2 separate regions of the Muntiacus reevesi genome follow, and region 2 is linked to region 1. A link is a contact called in public Hi-C data. All regions are on one chromosome and are shown on one strand. The core of a region is the stretch at or near the end of the contact, and the rest is flanking DNA. Distances in the headings are between cores, read along the strand shown. Region 1 holds the start of CXCL17 (C-X-C motif chemokine ligand 17). Region 2 holds the start of PHLDB3 (pleckstrin homology like domain family B member 3).

Region 1 (7,764 bases), core at 2,590-5,089:
AAGCCTGGCGTTGGTCCCTCTGGCCTCTGGCGACTCCTGTGGGAAGGAAGCTGGTCACTTCCAGGCACTGGAAAGGGAAGGCGCCAAGGCCCTTTTCCCTGTGCCTCTGGGTCAGCACAGCTCCATCGCGCTTCCTATTTACTGAGGGAGCTAGGGTACTTCAAGAGAGGGGTATCGCCAACGGATAAGGAATCAAAGTATAAAATCTGGCCTAGAGAAAAGCTTAGCTGGAGGTAGGCAGAGAAAGAATAGCTTCTGGATAGAAGAGAGGACAAAAGGTAGGGGTGTTGATCAAGACCTGACAACTTCCCCCATTAAAGCCCCTACCCTACACACGTTATTCTCCTGACTTAAAAAATAAGAGCAAAGAGTAGATTATTCCATAAACCAGTCAAGAACTTCACCTACCTCTGTGCTTGGTTGTATTTGAATCCATAGTCCCCGTTTAACTGTTAATATAGGAGGATGGTATTTACCTTTGTCCTTTTGGAACAAATCCATTTCTCCTTTTGTCTCTATCTAAGTCTGTCTTATCACCTGATGCTCTCTTATGCCCGTTTTGTGTTTCTTGATATCATTACCAAGCTGTTGTTATAGCATTGCACTAATTAAGTGAATCACCATCTCTTTTATTTTGAGGTGAGAAAACCGAGGCCCAGAGAGAGTCAATGCAATGCCCAAGGTCACAGAGTTAATGGTGACTCATCTGGAGCTAAAACCTAGGTCCAAGGCTCTTAGCCTTTTAGTCTCTCTTCGAACCTACATGACCTAATGTCATGGGAGCTATTTATCATAAGTAATTTTCTAATTAATAGGTAATCTTATAAGGAATTAGTCTGCTATTGTAAGTAATTTATTTCTTAACATTGTCATTGCTTCTCAGTTATTTATTTTTTCCCCATTTCCCCATGAAAAGCATATTGCAGGTATGTGGTTGTTTTAAGAGATAAAGCAAGATCAGATTTTATTTGGAGATTTCTGGGCAGGAGGATTGTGTAATGTTATTTCTGCTCACCAGACTTGGTCCAACATTGCAAGTACCCTTGCCTGGGAAACGGGAATTGAGCCTGCAATTGCATTCCCTGGGGGCCTCAGTGAGCTTTCCGGGTCTCATTGCCCTTATGCCTTTGAAGCTACTTGAGAATGAAATTTTACTCTCTCGGTTTATTGAACACTTACTAGGTTCACATTATCCATCATTTACTCTTTACAACAGTTGTACATGCTAAATGGTGTTTTACTCATTTTAAAATGAAGCTTGAAAAGCTTAAGCATCTTGTCCAGGGTTCCAAGGGGCTTCCCAGGTGGTAAAGCAGTCAAGAATCCACCAGCCAAGCAGGAGACGCGGGTTCGGTCCCTGAGTGGGGAAGATCCCCTGGAGAAGGAAATGGCAACCCACTCCAGTATTCTTGCATGGAGAATCCCATGGACAGAGGAGCCTGATGGGCTACAGTCCATGGGGTCACAGAGAGTCGGACATGACTAAGCGCGCGCGCACACACACACACACACCAGGGTTAAAAAGTGAGTGAAGGAGCCAAGATTTGGATCACGGTCGATCCCCTGAATTCAAGTCTGAGTCTAAAGGTCCAGGTGAGTCTAAATGTGTCACCATAGTTGAGAATTATTGGTAAAGCAGTGGCTCCCCTGGGGAGTGGGTTACCCTCCAGGGGATGTTTGGCCATGTCTGGAGATATTTTTGGCTGTATTAACAGGGTGGGGGCGGGGAAAGGCTGCTATTGGCTTCTAGAGGGTAGAGGCCACTCGGATGTTGCTAAACAGGTTAGAGAGACCAGAACAGTGCGCCCTGCCCCCCTTACAAGAGGACTTAATCTCTAATGTCAACAGAGCTGCTATGAAACCCAGGTGTCCAGTCTCTTAAGGGGAACATTTTGAACTTAGAAACCTGAGGATTTATTCTTCCACTTAGATGTATTTGCCTAGCACCTTGCCGGGAATGGCGGCCATGACTGGAGCTTGGAGTCCGGGCTGAGGTCTCCAGCCTGGGAGCCTGTCACAGCGGTGGAAAAGACTTCCCTCCCAGAATGCTGGTCTAGGGCCACCCCCGCCGGGCCATGGGGCCCAGCGGCTTCCAGAGAACTCTATAAGGGAGAAGATTCTGGAAATGGGTGCAGGAGGGTAGACTCCTGATTTTAGGACCCACTCGATGCTGCTGCTAAGTCACGTCAGTCGTGTCTGACTCTATGCGACCCCATAGACGGCAGCCCACCAGGTTCCCGTCCCTGGAATTCTCCAGGCAAGAATACTGGAGTGGGTTGCCATTTTCTTCTCCAGTGTGTGAAAGTGAAGTCGCTTAGTCATGTCTGACTCTTAGTGACCCCATAGACTGCAGCTACCAGGCTCCTCCATCCATGGAATTTCCCAGGCAAGAGTACTGGAGTGGGTTGCCATTGCCTTTTCCCACTCCATGCTGAGTGTGTAACAAAGCTATTTCACCTGAAAGTAGCGCTTGGGGAGATGGTCACTTAGGATGGGAACATAGGTGGGGAGGGGGTCCCTTCTGCACAGTTGTTCTGCTAAGGGCTAGGCCACTCCGGCTGTAGGGGACAGTGGAGCGGATTCGGAACTCCTAACCCAGGATCTGCTTCCTAAAGGTGGGCTGTTCAAACAGGGCCGGTGTGCAGTCTTGCCCCCCCTCAGGCCACAGGCGCGAGGCCTTGTACCCAGAACACAGAAGCAGAGCCGAGAACTAAGGTCACCCCCAAAACTGACTGAGCCCCTTTGTAACTGTTGCCTGGAGAACCCCATGGACAGAGGAACCTGGCGGGCTATAGTCCATAGGTCACAAAGAGTCGGACGTGGCTGAAGTGACATGACACACACATGTAACTGTTGCCAAAAGCCCACGATCATCACTAACAGGCTTCCTGACTCCAAATTAGTCAAAGATGCCCACTCCAGTAAACACCCTATAAAGCCCCAATCAGTCCCCTAATGCCAGCCTTCCAGCAGGAATTGTCCTTGCCTTGAGGCTATAAAAATTGGCTATTAACCCACTAACACCGTCGACTCTCCCTGGCCTGTCAGGAGTTGTCGGCCCGCTGTGCTCGCAGGGCCCACGTTATCTCTGCTCTTTGTTCTTAATAAACTCACTCCCTTCTGTAATGCTCTGTGTCTGGAAATTCTTTTCCAACCGGTGCTCGGATTGCCTCAATAGCTCAGTGTGGTCACAGCTTCAAACACAGGTATTTACCTGGTGGTGTGATTTTTCTGGTTTATCACCTTACCATGAAAAAGCATTAAGAATTATTGGGGCATGTCTGGTGTACTAGGAAGAATATAATCGAGGATGACTGACTGACTGGACGCACACTTGCTTTCAACACCCTCCTTGCACGGCCTCAAGGCTCGGTCCCCAGGACACTCAATACCCCTGAACAGGGGCTGGGGGAGAGGTAAGGTCCTCTTCCGCCAGCTACCCTTGCAGACATTCCATACACACAGGCTCCTTTAACTTCACGACACTCAGGATTTACGTTCAGTTCATTCCTTTTTGTAAATGAAGAAACAGGCACCCAGACAGGCTAACTCACCGCTAATCCCTGTAGCCTGCTGGGGCTACCTTTTACCACGTGTGCGGTCATGCTCTTTCCTGTGTCGCCACATTTCTGCCCCCCTTTTATCTTTCATAGAAAGTGGATTTTTTTTCTTTACCTGTGTGTGAGCTGCTGGAGACTGCAGACATCAGCATTAGTGGCAGCAACAGGAGGAGGGAGGAGATTAGAACCTTCATTTCACCTGTCGATGCTGCTCCGTGGCGACCCTTCAGCAGCTCCCAGTGAGAGGGTCCCCACTTCTCCCGGCGGCTCAGGCCGTGCGTGGAACGTGACTGGGGCGGGGGGCGGGGTCTGCACTTTACTCCCCAGCCAGCGATCTCATTAGAGGGCGGGAAGGGCCGAGTGGCGCTGGCCTTGTTAGGTAACAGGTTGGACCATGTGTTTTATGGGAATCTGGGAGGCAAAACTGGCCAAACAAATGAAGCCTTTGTAGGAACACAAGAGGGTGACTGGTAACCTGGCAGCCATGCTCATCCCCTCCCTCCTCCCTCCCGCCTCTCCACCCCGCAATGTGTTATGATTTCTTCTTGTGGCTCGTGTGAATTTCCTTATACGTTTGAATGACGTTTTCCAGCTTAGTGTCTGGCAGGAAAAGTGAGGGCTAAGGGTTGGCGAAGAGGATGGCACGGCCTGTCTCCCCTCTGCCTTCCCCACTCCCAGCCTTGGCACAGTATCAGATGTTGCCGTGTCCCCACTGTGGACAGCATCCTCCAAGTCTGTGGCCGCATAAGGAGGGAAGCAGAGAGGATGGAGGAGAGGCTCTTCTTGCCCAAACTCTGCCCTGGGGCACTGGGTCAAAGTGCCTGGAGCTTGCTCGCACTCATGTCCATCAAGTTGGTGATGCCATCCAACCAGCTCATCCTCTATCATGCCCTTCTCCTCCTGCCTTCAGTCTTTCCCAGCACAGGGTCTTTTCCAATGAGTCGGCTCTTTGCATCAGGTGGCCAAAGTATTGGAACTTCTTGGTATATGGCCTCATGGCTCCTGCCTAGAGGAGAGGTGCTGGGAGCCGGCACACGAGATCCCACACATGACAAGGTCACGAGGAGAAAGACTGACAGGCAAGGCGGATCAGGTTTTCAGGGATTTCGAAAAGCTGCCCCTGGTGCTCACCTTAAAGATGATATCTGTCTTTCTGATGCTTGCTTCAATAGACTACTCCCTAATTTCTGTGACACAGGCAGAAGGCCTTCCCCGATCTCTTCCCAAATAAGAATCAATTTAGAACTTTAATCAATAAGTTTCCCAGGTGGTGGTATTTTATGAGATTATTCAGGGTGAAAGGAGTGTTTTAATTTAAACTCCTTTGCTGGTAGTTTGTTAGCCAAATGTATTTATGCCCTTTGTACTAATGTGCATGATTGCTTATAATATCCTAATCATAAAATAGCATAAAGAACCTGATTATATAAAAGCCCTAATAGACATAGAGCATTTTTGAGGGGTGAAGGAGTCCTATTAGAAAACACAAGAAAAATTATTCTAAAAGTAGCTATTGGGTTGACATTTGCTTGCTGTGTTTTGCTTGCTGTGTTTTTGCTTTTAATGTGCTAAGGTTGTGTTATAGAAACCATTGTTAATATAGTTAAAGATCTAGAGAAATAAAAACTTAGCCCTAGTGTGGTAACAATGAGATGGTTGTTAATTGTCAGCCAAGAGTGCTAGGCAGAAGCTGCCTCACCAAAGTCGCAGAGTCACTCTGGGGTAAACTTCTTAGATAAACGCAACCGACAACTTCTGCAGAAAGATTAATTTTTGTGTTAACAAGGTTATACTTCTACTCTATACTGTTGCCCTATGAGACTGCTACCTTTCAGTCACCATAGAAACAGAAAATAGGTTTACATTCACCTGACCTATAAAATGTTAATAGGCCCCAAGGCCAGAAGATAATATACAAGACCCTCATAAAGAAGTATGCAGAAAACACCCTGGTTTCGTGAAGGACAAGCTGACGTTATGTTAAACTATCTTCCCCTTAGAAATGTACTAACTTAGGGCATAAAAGCCACGGTAAAAATAAAGGATTGCCAGACTCTGCTGCACCCCCCGTCTGGTCATTCTCTCCACCCCCCCCCCCTCTCTCGCTCCCTCACAGACTTGGCCCTATCAAGGCTGGTCTCACGTGTCTTCTCTCTCTCTCGCTGATGCCGTTCATCCTGAGGGTATCCCCTGGATCATGCTGAGGCTGGACCCCAGCAGAGAGGGACGTGGGTTGGCGGAAGACCCTCAAGGCTTCAGGTCCAAGAGGATTTGAGAAGTAAAAACCACAGTAGGGATAGTGTCTGCCCAGGCTGCTGGGACTCCTGGTGCGAGATCTTGTTTGAAATCAGTCCAAGATGAAAGAGAGAAGTAATACTTCTTGGGGCAAACATCAAGGGTCCAGAAGGGCAGCACTTACTGACATGACTCATTCCAAAGACTTCAGGAGCTGGGCTCAAAAGTAGAAGAGAGACTGGTCTTAAGGGCTGAGAGCTGTTTGTGGGGCTAAAAGAAAGAAAATAAGTGCTTAGTCATGTCCGACTCTTTGCGACACTTTGGACTATAGCCCACCAGGCTCCTCTGTCGACGGGGTTTTCCAGGCAAGATTACTGGAGCAGGTTGCCATGTCCTCCTCCAGGGGATCTTCCTGACCCAGGGACTGAACCCGAGTCTCCTGTGTCTCCTGCATGGCAGGTGGATTCTTTACCTGCTGAGTCGTTGCGGAAGCCCTTGTGGGGCTGAGGGGAAGGTTAACAAGGAAGTCCTCCCTGTTCCTCCAGGCAGGTGTGAGAAAAGGTGGTGTGACTTTGTTCTAGTCCAGAGGAGGGAAGAGGCCAGGCATGGCTTTTGTCTGCTCATCCCTACCCTGTCATTTTCAGATGATTTTCACCTGTGGACCTGTTGGAGACTTGACTGTAGACTTTGCTACGAGGTTTATAAGCATCGGCAGGTGCCTGGCACTTCGCTGGACAGTGGAGACTGTCCTTGAGTTGAAGGTGCCGTCTGAGCTTGGTCTAATGTGTAAAGCACTAATGTGGCTCCTCGCTGGAAAATTATTATCAAAAAAAATTTTTTTATTCATTTACTTATGGTTGCCCTGAGTTGTTGCCTTGCACAGGCTTTCTCTAGTTGCAGTGAGAGGGGGCTACTCTTCACTGTGGTGCTTCTCACTGTGGTTTCTCTTGTGGATCATGGACTCTAGTCACACTGGCTCATTAGCTGTGGCACCCTGGCTTAATTGCTCTGTGGCCTGTGGAATCTTCCTGGACCGGGGATCGATCCCATGCCCCTTGTTTTCGCAGGTGGATTCTTATCCACTGAGCCACTGCTCCCTGGAAATTTTTAACCATGGTCTCTGTCCTCAGAACCCTCAAGTCTAACCAGGGAGACAACACACACTTCATAAAACCTGGGGATATTGTGCGATCAAATTTCAGAAGTGGCAGCAGTTCATGGTGGACGGTGAGTAGCTCCAAAAACTCGGGGTTCAGTGGAACTTGGGCTGGGTCTGGAGGGTGGGGTAGGGTTTCTGTTGATGGAAGGCAGGGAGGAGGGCAGGGCTGAGAAGGAGTACAGAGCTGACTGGGTGGGGATTTTTGAGGCAGGGCTGTTAATTGTTCACTTGTAAGTTCCTAAACTTACGTAGGGCCTGGCACTTTGTGGGTGCTCTGCAAATATTTGTTGAACTGACTGATATTTTTGTAAGCCTTTATCTAGACCTGCTATGTTAGAAAGCATGTGAAAGCGCAGTCCATTATCGGGAAAACATTTTTCTGATAGAAGGTCACGCACACACATGGAGCCTGAGGTGGTGTTTTACTTCCTCATTAAGTCCTCCTCCAGTCTGCCCCAAGGCTGCTAATCAAGGGGCTCCTCCTGCAGCTTCCTCCAGGTCCTCTCAATCTGTTCACCCCCATCGTCTCCCCAAGTCCTGGCTCACTATCGGTTCACTCCATCTGATTTTCCCCTCTATGGACTTGCAAAGGGATGTCGGGTCCTATTTCCCATGGGAGAGGACTTTGGGTCTCTCAGCTGCATTGATGTAAGACACTCACTCCCAAGACAGACTTTTCTCTTGTTAATGTAGACAATCACTTAGGGCTTCCCAGGTGGCGCTAGTGGTAAAGAATCCACCTGCCAATGCAGGAAACGCAAGAGACAGGTTCGCTCTTTGGGTCAGGAAGATCCTCTGAAGTAGGCAATG
Region 2 (7,159 bases), core at 3,746-6,245, 190 kb after region 1:
TAAATTTTTAAAAAAGAAATGAATGAGGGAATGAATGCTAAACATATCCAGACTTGGTGATTGATACTGGGGAACCCAGAAGAGGGTCGGACCTGGGCCTTACACTCCAGCAGAGGACACAGCCAGTTATAGCCTGGGACAATCAGAGCAGTGAAACACAGATTCTGTGGGAACCCAGGATGGGGAGAACAGTTTCTACCAGGGTAAACCTAGGCTTCCTGAATGTGAAGATTTTAAGATGAGCCACAAAAACCAGGGAGCATTGAGACCTGGGGAACTAGAGAGGGCTGGAAGGGCTTTCGGTGCTGAGGGAACAGCATGGTGCAAATGAATGGAAGTTGAACAGTACAGGAAGGACTTCCCTGGTGGTCCACTGGCTAAAACTCTGAGCTCCCAATATAGGGGACCTGGGTTCAATCCCTGCTCAGGGAACTAGATCCCACATGCCACAAGGAAGAATTTGCAGGCGTGCTGCGTGCTAAACTGCTTCAGTTGGGTCCGACTCTTTGCAGCCCCATGGACTGTAGCCCACCAGGCTCCTCTGTCCATGGAATTTCCCAGGCAAGAATACTGGAGTAGGTTGCCATTTCCTCCTCCAGGAGATCTTCCTGACCCAGGGATCAAACCAGTGTCTCCTGGGGCTCCTGCATTGCAGGCGGATTCTCTACCACTTGAGCCACCAGGGAAACCCAAGAGTTTGCATATCACAACTAAAAGGTTCTGCATGCCACAATGAAGATCGAAAATCCCATGTGCCCCAACTAAAACTCAGCAGAGCCAAATAAATAAATATCAATAAATACTTAATAAAAGAGAAGAGAAAAGTAAAGGAAGTGTAGGGGGCAGACTGTGGTCAAGAAGAAAGAAGGTGGGATGGAGGGAAGAGATGGGGAATACAGGTGAGAGATGACAGTGGAAAAGCAGACAAGATGGAGCTCAGGTGTGGTTTGGACTGCCAGGCTGAGGAACCCTTATCCAGGGTCTGTGAGGAGTCATGGAAAGATTGAAAGGCTGGAGTAGGATCTGGGTATGGAATCATCCTTCTGGGAGATAGGTTTGAGGGGTTGAGACCAGCTCCTTCCTGGGCAATAGGTTTGAGGGGTTGAGACCAGCTCCTGAGTCCTCTGGGCAATAAGAATGAGATCTTAGGCTTCCCTGGTGGTCCAGTGGTTAAGAATCTGCTTGCCAATGCAGGGGACACGGGTTCAATCCCTGGTCTGGGAAGATCCCACATGCTGCAGGTCAACTACTCTAGAGCCCAAGTGCCGCAACAAGAGAAGCTACAGCAACAAGAAGCCCCAGCACTACAACCAGAGAGTAGCCTCCGCTCATCGCAATTAGAGAAAGCCTGCACGCAGCAACGAAGAACCAGTCCAGCCAAAAATTAATAAATAATAAAAATTAAAAAAAAAAAAAAAGAATGTGACCTCGCCCGAGGTCTAAGCAGGGCAGATACAAAGGAGACAGACTAGCAAGAGAGATTCAGGGAGCACAAAGAACAGGATGTGGTTACTGACAGCTTGGGGTGAGAGATAAGGAGGCGTGCAGAGCGAGGCCCAGGACTCTGGCCTGGGGACCAAAGGGACGGTGAGACGGGACAGTGTGGAAAAGGGAGGTGCTGAGGTCAGCACTGGGTATGGTGAATGAGAAGGGGCCAGACTCCTGGATCTAAGGCAGGAGGGGTGGGGACCTGGACCCCTGGGTCTGAGGGAGGAGGGGCTGGGGTTTGGAAACCCAGGTCCTAGGGGAAGAAGGAGCATCTAGGAACCAACATCCTAGAAATCAGGACACATAGGTCTAGATTTTGAAAGAGAAATCGGAGCTGGGAGAAATACAGGCTCTTTGAGGTGACTGAAGACTCAGGATCCAACCCCAGGAAATTCCAACATGTAAGATAAGGGCAAAGAGAGAGACTGATAGAATTACAAAGTTACCATTTTCCAACCTACAGCACTCTCCGGTCAAGCAATGATCACCAATAGATGTTAAAGCCTTTAGGTAAATAACTACTAGGAAGGAATCAGAGTGACCTCACTGGGATCTGGAGAATCAGAGACAACAGCCCCCTGGCCCAGTGCCCAAGAAGCACCACAGCACATCTGAATCTGATCCATCTTCTACATTTAATCAACCACCTGCTTCCAGGAAGCGAAACAAGATAAAGGACACCCCCGGCATGCAACTGGTCACATACTGACCATGGGACAGAGGACTCGGTTTCTTCAACAAAGAGTATGGGGGAAAAAAACAGTAGGCAAGGACCATTAGAGGAGAAACAGCATACACAAGGCGTTTCAACCAATTACAATATACTGGCCTTTGGGGAACCTAATTCAAACAGCCAACTGTTAACCATTGTTTTTGAGACAGTTTGGGACCCATGGAAACGGACTGGAGATGAGATAGTAATTCTTCAGATGTGATAATGACAATAGGGTGATGTTTTCTTAAAAGAGTTCTTAAAGAACTAAAGTATTTACTGTCAACATGATGTCTGGTACTGGATTTCAAATCTAGGGACAGGGAAGCCAACGGGAGGACGTGAAACAGGAAAAGAGGATTAATCCCGGCTGAACTGGGGAGCGCACCACATGGCGACTGGCTATTTTTTGTTGGTTTGAGATTTTTCACAAAACGACATTTAAAGAGCAAAGAGAGATGGGGCAAAGAACACGCCCCAGTGAGTCAGGCCCCAAAGTCATAGAGGAGGGAGGGAGGAGGGAAACAGAGAGAGGCATAGGTCCCTGCCACTGCCCACCCCCAGCCCCAGTATCATGGCTTGGAGAACAGGGGTGTAACCCCGGCCCCAGGTCCCAGGAGCACCACAGGAGTGTCTGTCCAACAAGGAAGAGAACCGACGGTGAAGATCCAGCCGGGCAAACACACCTGTTCCCGCTGCTCCTGGCCGCCCTTCTCTGAGTCCACCTGCTGCCCTAGCAGCTCGCGAAGCTGCTCCTCCTCCCGCCGAGCGGCCACTCGCTCCCCAGCCAGCTCACCCCGCAGGAGGGCCACCTCCACCTCCATCTGCAGAGAGAAGGCAAGAGCTGGGGCCCAGAGGCCTGGGTCTGAGAGTAAGGAAGGGGCGGTGGCGCGCGGACGCCTGGGTCTGAGCGAAGGACCTGGGAATCCGAACTCCTGGATTCGGAGAGAGTAAGGAGCTGGAGGCCTGAGACTCTGCTCCCACGGTTGTAAAGGACTGGAAGCCTGGCCTGACGGGGTTGGGGCCTGCAGCCTCACCTCGATCCTCAGTTCCTTCCTCTGACGCTGTAACTCCTTCACTCGCTGCTCCATCAAAGCCACGCGAGTCAGTGCCTCCAGCTGCTGCGCGCGAAGCCGCCGCGCCGCCCCTCGCACCGCGTCTCCAGACCGAGCGGGTGCGGGGGGCGTGGCCGGGGTCTGAACTGAAGACTGAGCCTCCGCCTGAGGTTGGAGAGAGCCAGTCAGCTGGGGAGGACTCGCCCCCTGCATCACTAAATAGGTCCCTGGGGTGGGGGCAGTGGGGGATCTGAGTTAGCGACCCTCAGCCACCAAGCTCTTTTATCCGAGGCGGGGAGGGTGCAGGTCCGATGACCGTTCGGCCCCAGGAGGTGGCCCAGGGGCCCGCAGTCCGGGGAGGGGGCACAGAGCCGACTCAAGGACGCTGTTTCCCATTCTCTTGGCCTCACGTCTTCGAAGATCATGCATCTCTTTCGCTCTCCCGGGATCTCTGAGTCTTTCCCCCTTTTCTCTGGGCTTCATCTTCCTGATTCAGTATGTCTTCTGTCTCCGAATCGCTATTTTTCTTTCTCCCTCGGAGTATCCCCCGTTTCAAGGTTTCTCTGTCTCTGTTTCTCTGAGCATCTTTGTTTCTGGGTTTCTGTCTGTGTCTATCCTCAGCTCTCTGAGTCTCTTGTCTCTGGTCTCGAGGGTCCCTTGACTCCTTTGGATCTTTGTCTCCCCGTTTCCCTGTCTCTGGGTCTCTATCTGGTCTCCCTTATACCTGGCTCTCTGTGTCTCTGTCACCCGCTCGGGTCTGCTCCTCGGGGTCCCCCCCGCCCCGTGACTCTCGCCCCCCGGGTCCCTCACCGCATCGTGGCTGCTCTCGGTGCTGCTGCCTTCTCCCACTTCTTCCTCTTCTTTCGCCTGCTGCTCAGCTCCTTGGCCGCTCGGAAGCTCTGCCGGGGCCTCGGGCGCCTCCCGCTCGCGGGAGTCTTTGGGGTGCCCCCGGGGTTTGGGGGCCCCCTGAGATTGGATCTCTGTGTCGCACTCCGGGGCCGCCGCCGGCGGGGCCCCCAGGTCCGGGCTGCTCCGCGTCCCCATGGCCGCTGAGAACTCGCGTCGGGTGGGCGGGGCCTAGGGTTCCGGAGGCGTTGGGGGTGTGGCCCAGGGGGCCGGCGCGTCCCGCCCGAAAGCTGCGGAGAGCGCTCCAGAGGCGGGGCCTGAGAGTTCAAAGGATGGGACTGAACATTCCAGAGGCGGGGCCTGGAGCTTCTAGGGGCGGGGTTCGTGGCTCCTAGGGCGTCACGCCCCAAGAGGCGGGACCGGAATTTGAGTCCGGGTCCTAGTACGCCCCCTACCGGCGTCTCCCTGCTATCCAGGTGTCGAGCCTTGTACTTTCCCACCCGCCCCGGACTATCCCCTTGGACCACTTTAGAGCGACCCCATCACCATCTGCTTCGCGGACTCAGGAGTTGGGTTCCGCCCTGTCCTCTCTGGAGCCCCGTAGTCTCAGCTCTGACCCCGCTGTGTAAGGGAGCCGTGCCCCTGCCGCCTCACCCAAGGATCGGTGAGTCGGGTCTCCTGGTCGCCCTCTCTCTGGAGAAACCAGGAGCCTTGAGTCCTCGGCTCCTCGGGACCGAGATTCCAGAGCTCCAGCCCCCGCGACCCCCACAGCCCCGGCCCCCTCACCAGCTCAGGCTTCGGCGCGCTCCGTTCTGCGCTCCGGCACAGCAGTTTCTGCCACTGGACAGGTGGCTGGGGAAGAGGGAGGAGAGACAGGCTGCTCGGTCCCCCTCCCCAGCAGCCCGGAAGTGGAGGACCGGGGGACAGCAGGTCCAACAGCTCTCGTGGGAGGAGGGAGCGACCAGCTTGCCCCGCCCGCAGCCGCGGGATCGGGCCATCCGGGCCCCACCGGCCCCACCTTAGGAAAACCCAGCATGACGACCCCCCAGCTCTGCCTCCAGCGCCCCCAGTCCTGCCCCCGGGGGCCAGGCCCCTTGGTCACCTGTGTAAAAGCGCCTCCCTAATGCCCAGACCCTGAGAATCCTCAGAGGAAGAGGGGAGTGGAGGTAGGGGCCTCTCCCCTCTAATGAGCACTTTAGAAGGGCCCCAACCGGTTTGGGGAGCTGGACAAGAGGAGGGGGTGCCCTGAGCTGAGTCAGAGGCCCGCCCAGAGACAGCGGGAAGTGTGGCCCCCCCACCTTGCTTTGGGTGGAGGGCAGAGGTTAAAGGCCTCAGTCAGACCCTTTCCTCTCTGGGCAAAAACAGGAAAATAACTGCTATGTGCGAAAGGATTTTTGGATGTCAGGAGCTGCCTATATAAAGTATAAACATTTTATACACATCAATTTATTTCATCTTTACAGCAGCTTACAGAGAAATTACTATCTGCATTTTATAGTCAGGAAACTGAGGCTGAGGGGGGCAAGTGTACCCAGAGTCTACACATGTTGTTAATGTGAGCACCGTATCAATTCTCTGGAAAAATCCAGTCTTTACCATTAGGCTTACTGTCACTCAAGCCAGGAAGTCCCTGAGAGATCATTCCGAAAGATACTAGCAATAATAGTTAACACTGATAGGAAATCTGCTGTTGTAGGCAGTGTGCCAAGCACTTCATGTATATGAACTCATTGGATCATCACAACACCCTATTATTATTTCTATTATTCCCATTTTACAGACGAGGAAACTGAGGCTGGGAGAATTGAAGTACTTTATTCTGGGTCTCACGGGGCAAGTGGTTTAAACTGAAAACTGTTCGAATCCATGGAGCTGAGAAACCCTACCCCACATATCTGTTTGCCTCTCTCTTACAAGTTACAAAAATCTCCTCCTTCCAGGCTCCTGGGACCTTTATCCTGCCTTGCTCCCTGACCTCTCCAGGGACCAGGACTAAATACAGATACCTCAGCCCAGAAACCCACTGGTTCCCCCAGAAAACAGAAGTCAGATTCAGAGGAGAAAAAAAAGATTTTTATTTAAGAAGCTTGAGGGGGCTAGTAAGGGAGGAGAAGAGGAGAGAGGCCCCAGTGATGGCAAGGCTCCCCTCACCCCACCTAGTGCATTTTTAACGGATGTGAACTGTGAGCCCCTGAGAGTCAGGGTCCGTCAGGAAGGGGGCGTCTGGATCCCACAGCGCATGTTAGCTGGAACAGCAAAGTCTGAAATGAAGAGGCCAAGAGTGAAACAAAGGGGCCCGAGCAGACCATCCGCTTCCCCTCTGCCCCACTGGGGACCCAGGCATCCTAATAGCTCTTCTTCTTTGAGAAACTAAGAGTCAAGACCCTCAGCACCTCCTCCCTCAGACCCAGGTGTCCAGACCCCCAGCTCCCTCCTCCCTCAGATCCAGGAGTCCAGATCCCCAGCCACTCACCTATCTGCTGAGGTTTAGGCAGGTTCAGTTTGTTCATGACCTTGACAAACTCCTCACAGCTGAGGGTGAGCCGAGGGTTCAGAGTCCGCTCCTCCTCCACAGTGGACACTGTGAGCCCTAATGGCCAAGGGAGTGGGGAGGAATGTCAAACTGTCCAGTGCCTCTGGCCTCCCAGAACTACATTTCCCAGGAGGCCTCAGGGTACCTTTCTGGCCCAGGACTAGCAGATTGCTTTCCCCCTAACCAATGGGCACTATGGGAAATGTAGTTTCCCAGTTCCTTAAGTTCTATAAGGAAGTCCCAGGAAAGCCTACGCCTTCGGAATTCTAAGTGTTATATTTTCTACATCTACCCTCAGTACACCTCAGCACTTGATCTTTTTGGCCAGAGAAATTCCTGGGAATTGTAGTCCACAAGCCACAAGAGGATTACAGCATTTCAGGGCTCCCTCTCAAATGCTAAGATGTGTAAATCCCACACCTCCTCCAGGAAGCCCTCACCGTGGTAATCATGAGCAGGGTAGATCAGACAGTTTCCTGGAAGAGTGAAGATCTTTTCATGAACTGAGTGGTACAAGGTCTTAGC

The links. Hi-C and Micro-C count contacts between places; a contact is called where the count stands out from the background.
Region 2: a contact with region 1 is called in a Hi-C map of muscle, with 4 times the contacts expected there. The contact joins the promoter of PHLDB3 here to the promoter of CXCL17 in region 1. A contact is called at or near these places in 2 of 3 Hi-C or Micro-C datasets (blood and muscle).

Annotation. Positions count from the first base shown.
Region 1 is chr2:263,559,101-263,566,864 of mMunRee1.1, forward strand. It overlaps CXCL17 (C-X-C motif chemokine ligand 17), which reads right to left and starts at 3,840. Exons shown (of 4, transcript XM_065920607.1): 1 at 3,676-3,840; 2 at 1-36. The coding sequence starts at 3,754.
Region 2 is chr2:263,750,217-263,757,375 of mMunRee1.1, forward strand. It overlaps PHLDB3 (pleckstrin homology like domain family B member 3), which reads right to left and starts at 4,996. Exons shown (of 15, transcript XM_065920619.1): 1 at 4,888-4,996; 2 at 4,066-4,418; 3 at 3,238-3,420; 4 at 2,887-3,024. The coding sequence starts at 4,299. ETHE1 (ETHE1 persulfide dioxygenase) reads right to left here. Exons shown (of 7, transcript XM_065926238.1): 5 at 7,075-7,159; 6 at 6,575-6,691; 7 at 6,143-6,362. The coding sequence ends at 6,310.